Regions from separate parts of the Mus musculus genome. Here region 1 is linked to region 2. Evidence: chromatin contacts called from public HiChIP or PLAC-seq data. All regions are on one chromosome and are shown on one strand. The core of a region is the stretch at or near the end of the contact, and the rest is flanking DNA. Distances in the headings are between cores, read along the strand shown. Region 1 holds the start of Cd96 (CD96 antigen). Region 2 has its middle 5.3 kb from the start of Gm31198.

The links. HiChIP or PLAC-seq counts read pairs in DNA pulled down with a chosen protein or histone mark.
Region 1: a CTCF HiChIP or PLAC-seq map of CD8 T cells shows a contact between it and region 2, with 9 read pairs. The contact joins the promoter of Cd96 here to the enhancer-like site in region 2. A contact is called at or near these places in 1 of 15 datasets of contacts at CTCF or cohesin (CD8 T cells), 5 of 484 Hi-C or Micro-C datasets (CD4 T cells, the MNK3 cell line, Th17 cells and 2 more) and 5 of 115 datasets of contacts at active chromatin or transcription factors (CD8 T cells, the SCID.adh cell line, effector CD8 T cells and 1 more).

The regions. Positions count from the first base shown.
Region 1 is chr16:46,118,410-46,121,862 of GRCm38.p6, forward strand. Cd96 (CD96 antigen) reads right to left here and starts at 1,839. Exons shown (of 15, transcript NM_032465.2): 1 at 1,623-1,839. The coding sequence starts at 1,683.
Region 2 is chr16:46,025,615-46,029,343 of GRCm38.p6, forward strand. No RefSeq gene overlaps it. Among named protein-coding and RNA genes, the nearest start is that of Gm31198, 5.3 kb to the left of the region's middle. Within about 2 kb of position 1,742, at least 6 of the 459 cell types and tissues checked have an H3K27ac peak or open chromatin away from gene starts, as enhancers often do. A contact at or near this core is called in CD8 T cells and memory CD8 T cells, where this site is marked.

The DNA.
Region 1 (3,453 bases), core at 589-3,088, 93 kb after region 2:
AGTGCTCTTAATTGCTGAATTCCCTCTTCAGCCTCATAACTTAAGTCTGTTTAAAGACAGAAGTGCCCCAGCAAACTTAGCATGAAGTCGTTAATACACATGCTTACTGTTGACCTTTCTGCATCTACATATATAATAACTAGTCTAAGTATAATAGTTTTCTTTTCAAACTTTATTTGCAAGTCTGTTATAATAAAGTGGGCTTTTATTTTAAAATATTATGTGTTTATAAGAGGCTTTTATACGTGCTATCTTTTAAATCTTCATGCTTCATAAGATAATATTATTAGGCTCCCTTATCAAAAAGGAAAGAAAAGCAGTGAGAAATGAAGTAGAGCATTCAGAGATGGACTCCCTTAAGAGAAGATGAATTCTCTTCACAATCAGTCACATCTGTAGTTTTCCTTTAGCATTAACTTCGCAACTCCAAACTGCTTCCTACATTCAGTCTGGCTGAGTAGAATAAGAAACTTGACATTCTCTCTGAGGATGAAGGGACCTTCATCTCCATGTAGTTACATCTCCCAAGGAGAAAGGAGCAGGTGCCTCAGGTAAATGTTCCCTAGGGTATCATCTCTAACCAGCTCATGAAACGCTAGATATGAAAGGTTCTTTCTCCCATCGGCAACCTGACTGCATGGTACAGACCACTCAAAATTTGTTCAGCACTGGGCCTTTGATATGTCTTCAGAAATGCTTCAGATGCCCTTTTCAAATTTACCATCACAGAAGTAATACATTACTGGGACAAGTCCCCCAGAGCTCACAAGGGAATAGATAAAAAGACAGCAAGCTGCTAAGAAGAAACAAAGACACTTGATGGATAGGAATTATTATACGTTTGTGGATGCACAGAGTTTGTGTAGACAGAGGTTATACATCTGAATGTAACTCCCCAGGAGTGACCCTTCAATAACATGCATCCGAGCCTATCTGGATCACCAGTTCCAACGTGTCTTTGATTCAGAAACTCTAGCGATCTTCATTGCCATGCATAGCTCGGGTTTTCAGCACGAATCTTGTATTGCGGGGTTCAGAACTAAGCTTTCCTCCTTCCATTTTGAAATGGACCTTTTAGGTTTCATTTCCCATGGTCATAAAGGGCTCCCCTTGGCTTTGCAAGGTACTCCTTGTATGTAACTGAGTTAGGCTTAACATAAATCCAACCACTAATGACATTAGTATTAGGGAGGAGAGACACTTGTTTGTTAATTTGAAAAGAAATGCCTGAGAGAGGATTAAAAGCTGAGCAAGGCTTTCTGACCACGGACATGATTATAGGGTGTCTTAGTTTTCTGCCGTTGTCTTTATAATGATCCAGGAACATTTCCTCTCCAAGACACACAATTTTCCCATAATTCAAGACTCTTTGAAGAGGAGAAATGGTAAAGAGAGACAAGAGCAATGGCGCTGTTTGTTTCCTCCTTAGGTTTTGTGCTCATTAGGAATCCTGTATCGACTCTAGCATCTTTCCCGTAGCTGCCACTTAAGCAGCTAACTGACAACCTTAGCAACAGCTTGTCCTTCAGTGATCGACTCCTGCAGCAGTCTTGAAGCATTTCAAAGGAGCAAAGGGTCCCTAAGCAGCCATCTGAAAAGACCAGCGTGAGCGGAAGTCTTACCCCTGAAAAACTGTATCTGGATGATGGTGTAAACAACACAATATGTCCATTTTCTCCCCATTGTCTCCCGAAGAGCTCACGCCAGCATTTCTGTAATGATCACAGGAGGCGATTGCTGTTTCTAGCTAAGCAAACGCTAGCCACCCTATTCGTGCTCAAAAACCTCAACTCTACCACAGGGTTGGGGCTGTTGATCGCTTGGCAAGTCCCCAGGAAATGAAATGCAGACAGGAAAGTAGTGTGGTTCAGGGCTAAGTATAACCTTCACAAGAACAATGTGGAAACTGTTCTCTGAAACCTTGCGCCTGTCTCACCTTTAAAAGACGCTTCCATATCCCAAGATTCTCTCCTTCAGTTTCTTTGTCAGTCAAGCTGCTTCTAAAATCGAAACAAAGGAAACTGTGCAGAGAAGTCCCCTTGTGCTTTTTATACATTTCCTTTCAAGAGCACAAAGTCCTTTAGCAAACACGAGCTTGCTGCCTCTTGTAATAGCTTTTCAGTCCAATCATAAGATATATTTTCTTTCCTGAATAGCCCCAGGGTGAAAGAACAATGGTTAACATATTTGATTTTAATAAACCCTGAAGAATAACTGGGAGTAATGTCAGCTATCCAACTGAATTTATTGTCTAGTTCCTTGTAGGTAAATCCACATTTCTGTGGAGGGGAGAAGTTAGGGGGTCTTTCCTACCCTTTGTCCTTACCAGTTTGGAGACCAAATGGGGAAATTGCTCACTGTCACAGCTAGGAGGCGTTTTAAATGAAGGTCTAAGAGCTTTATCTGGCTAATCCAAAAACCATAAAGAACTAAACTACACAGAGTGTCGGTGGGTATGTTAAGTCAGGTGGTCCTGATGACTTTTCCAGGGAGGGTTAGCAATTCAGATCCTTGAAGGGAGGACAGGAAGTGATGTAACTGCTCAGGGCATCTTTCTTCATCGCAGCTGGGAATTCTGTTAAGTCAGTGATGGGACTTAATAAAGCCTTCCAGGAGATGTGTTAGAAAGACTCTGATCTGTGACTTGGTGTCCCTATTAGACGAAGACAGATTATATACTTGGAGAGGAACTTTGTCACCTCTTACTACACCTGTTGTAAAACTGCAATAAAAACCCCAATTTACTGAATTCTTACTTGGAGTACTTAGACTCTTACTGCATTAAAATGAGGAAACTTTTAAAAAGAGAGCAGGAGAATGCCTCATTAAGACGAGAGAGTGTGATTTTTCAGAACTAGAGGTTCACTGTTCACAGAATCCCTGCCTTTTGCTAAGGTGGTTTATTAGAGGCACTTGGGTGTCGGTTGGTCCAATCTGTCTTAGCTATTTATTTGATTCATGGTTCATGATTCTAATACCTAGGAATTTCTGTGGCCTGAACCCATCAGATTTTTACTAATTTTCCCTTGGGATCCATCTAGACTCTTAGAGAAGACACTTCTCAGATGGCTGTGCCACACACGTTGAATGCATCTGTTATTCTGAAGTGGCAAGACCCAAGTGACAGCCCCTCCATGGCTGCCTGCTTGCAGCAGGTGGCAGCAACAGCCTGCAGACCAGAATGGCTATCCCAGGTGGTGGGAATGGCCCCCACAGCTTTTCTGTCTTGGTAATATTTTCTAAAGGCCCTTTCAGCAGGGGGATAGGCATTCTCTGTACTTAAAAATAACTCTTCTATGAAGCCATATCAATCTTTCCTGTTATCCTCTCTGCTCACCAAATCCCAAACCGCACAGCCTTTCTTCTGCCTGATATTCCAGCCTGCTGCATATGAAACAGAAGCTGTCAGTTTCACAATGTGAAGAGCAACCTTGAACTTCTTGAACTTCTGAG
Region 2 (3,729 bases), core at 492-2,991:
ATAGGAATCTTGCTGTGGGGCTGATGTAAACTGTGCCCTGTTTCCATAGTCCCCACTAAGGTAGCAACAAAAAGCATTGCCACAGGGTTTGGGTGAAGGCTGGCCAGACACAGCTTAGCTTCTTTTGATATGAAATAGTTTAGTGGGGGAGAGGCTAAGTCTGTCCTGGAGTTTTAGGAAAATCAAAGAACAGTATTCATTTCCTTAAGAAATAAAGAAAAAAAATGATTGAAGTTTTGGTGGATCCCAGCCAGTGCCGAGGGCAGAACAAGACTCAGAAATGAAAGGAAAAGGATGAGCTTGCCAGATAAAGCCTCCTTCATGTCCTTCTGAACTTTCTGATGAAGCCATGCTCAGAGACCAGGGAATGCTCCCTCAGAAGGCTCAGCCCAAAGAAACAGGCCTTCATGCCTGACTCTTGATGTTGGAGAAATAGGCTATTTGTGAATCAGCAAACATCTTCTCTTAGGTCCTTGCTTAGGCACTTTTTATTCAAACTTCCTATCAGGACTTGGGAGCTAGGGACAGGAGGATTATACTTTCTGTGGCTACCCTGGGTAGCATATTGAGTTCCCTCTCTTGGAACGAAAACAAAACAAAACAAATTTGTATTTGAAAATAGTTTCAAACTTAGAACAGGACTGAAATAAATAAGTATAAGTAAGGCAATGTTTTCCTAGTCCCAGGTTAGACTGTTTTTCTTTAAATAGTTTGTTCCCCTCACATCATTTGCTTCCTTCTCTGCTGTGGATGTGTGTATTTGTATATGTTTAAGCAGACCATGCAAAGGCACCCATGCGATGATTTGTGTATATGCATATGCCTTTGACATTCAATATTTCAATACATATTTCCTACAAGTAGTAACGCCCTCTTAGCATAGCAACAGTCAAGTTGGTAGTGCAAGTCTTGCAGGTCTTCAGCCCACACTGTATTGTTCTCAGCTGCTCTAACACTGCTCTTCATAGTATTTCTCCCTTTTTAGCAGAAGACCCAGTCTTGCAATCTCTCTCTCTCTCTCTCTCTCTCTCTCTCTCTCTCTCTCTCTCTCTCTCTCTCTCTCTCCCTATCTAAAATATTTTTAGAAGATTTTTTTTGTCTTTTAGATAGTGACACTTTTGAAAAATATAACCCTCCTCTATTCTGATTTGAATAAGTAATGTCTTCTGCAGACTCCTGTATCCAAGCTTAGGTGTCTAGCTAGTAGTGCTATCATGGGATGTTCTAAAACTCTAGGAACTGAGGACTGGCTGGAGGAGGTGGGTGCTTGGGAATTCCTAGTATTAGGCTTGGTCCACACTGTTAATCTTTCTGTCTGCCGTGAAATGAAAAGTCACTGCCAAATTTTACCCATTTGCCATGATGTTTTGCCTCCTGTGTCATGGGCTCACTGTAGCCAAGAGTGATGGATGCAGACCTGTGAACCTGTGAGCTAAATAAACCCTCACTCTCTTTGTCTATTTCAGTCGGACATTGGGCCATCTCAAAGACAAAACCAAAGCACCTTTTCCCTCTTACCTGGTTGTTTCTCATGTCTTAATGGGGTGTTACTTTGTGGCTGGAGTTAGTGTTTTCCTTCTCTGTCCTAAGACTGCATGGGAGATGTGTGCCTCCTAGACAGACAGGTGGGGGGGGGGCACAGTATTTCTGTGTCCTTTGGTGGAGACATACCATGGTCAGGTAGGTGTTTGATGTCTCTACTGCTTCTTTTTCTTCTGCTGCCCATAATGAGCATCTACAGGAAGACAGAAACCATACAAATATCCTGTTCTTCACTCAGACTTCCTCCTTGGTTTAGCATTTTTGAATGATTCTAGAGTGCTTCAGTTATTGTGATGACTACAAAATGATAACCTTCCAATTCTAGGACACCCCTCACACTTCCCAGGCTACTTTCAGTAGTCTACTGTGATCTCACTTGCTTACCTGCCATATATGTCTGTGCCTGTTTTTGGCAATAATTTGTGTGGCAGGTCTGAAAGGAACTGGATCCTTCTTAAGGAACTAAGTACCATCAATTGTCACTGGTTTTCAGAACTCAGAGACTTCAAACTCTAAGCCTGTTGTTACTTTGGTCCATGAGCCCTTGTTACTCAGTGGCCTGAGTGACTCCCAAACCTGAGGAAGCTGCCCTTCAGCCATACACAATTTCCAATGAAATAGTGCAACATGCCCCAATCAGCTGACTGGCAAGAGATTTATGAATCCTTGTTTTTACCCAATGGTTTTGAAACCATTATTATGCTTAATTATACTGGCATTCAAATTATCATAGGGCTGTCTTGTGGATTCCCTTCAGGCTGCTTCCTTCATTGTTTTGAAATACTTTTGGACTATGTTATTGTCTGATATCATTCCAAATGGACATTCTAGACCTATTTATGCCTAGTTATTTTTGACTAGGTATTTCTATGAGAAATTCTATGACATATTCTTTTCAGTATAAAATTATGTTAGAGGTTGCTGATGTAGCTCAGCAGAAAAACATGCTTGTCACCAGACCTTCTGACCTATTTGATCTCTGGGACTGACGTGAAATAGGAGAGGACAGGATCGCATGAGTTAGTCTCTCTTCATATACACAGCTACACCCATGCACACACACACACACACACACACACACACACACACACACGAGATTTGGCTAAGATGTACAACAGCAGCATAAGATACAGATGAACCTCAAGATGGGCCTCAAGGTATGTTATTTGAGAAGAGCAACTATGAATCTTCAACTATGCATGTACTCATACACATAACCATGCACACACACATACACACACATATTACTAAGGAAGTAGTAAGTTCTTACTGGGTCTAGGTTGAGCCCATTCCTATATCTATACAGGCTTTTTTTGTTGTTGTTCCTTTTCATATTTCACGATTATCAGTACCTTCTCCCAGAGTCAGAACGGGAACTCTCAACAGCAATATATTTATATATTCACTCAGTTCTATTATATATACAAAGTAGTTTAAAATTTTGCTTTGCTGGTATAACCACAGCCAAACAAAAATAAACCTTATTACAAAGGATTCTAGATTTGTTTCCAGTTTTCCCGTTTCTCTCTCACCTCTACCCAACATCAAAATGAGAATGAGTGATAAGTATTGACTGCCTAAATGCTTGGATTAGTTCTTCCTTCTTTCCTTTCATTGTGATTGTGGTATTTATCTGAAATGCAAGTGGATTAGTCTGTTTCCATTTTCATTCGATGCTCTTGCTTACATTCCTTGTTCTGTTTTTAATTTTATTATTTGAGTGGGTCAGATATTAACATATTTCTATCCAATAAAAGTATGCTGAGAAGTGTAGACATCCCCTTCCCATTTCAACCCAGTCTTTCCTTTATCTTTACAGAGAAGCAACCCCATGATTTTCTTGGTTTATTTTTCCTTCATTTCCTTCTGCTAACATATGACTACATAAGCAGCTTATCTCTTAATAAACCTATGATCAGTTGGAATAACACAATTTCAAAGTACACTCAACACAGCTAATGCATTGAACAGAGTGACTTGGTACCATAGAACAGTATAGGGTCTTCACTGCTACCTGGGTGGAGAATACAGGTAACTGGTCATTGCACCTCACTGGAGTTGACCAGTATCACCAGAAAACAGCACATTGAGTATTTCTCTTCCAGGAAGAGCTCAAAATTTGAAATAAGATTCCAACTGAACATATATTGCTCCCACATCATCATAAAACTGAAAAATTACCATTGT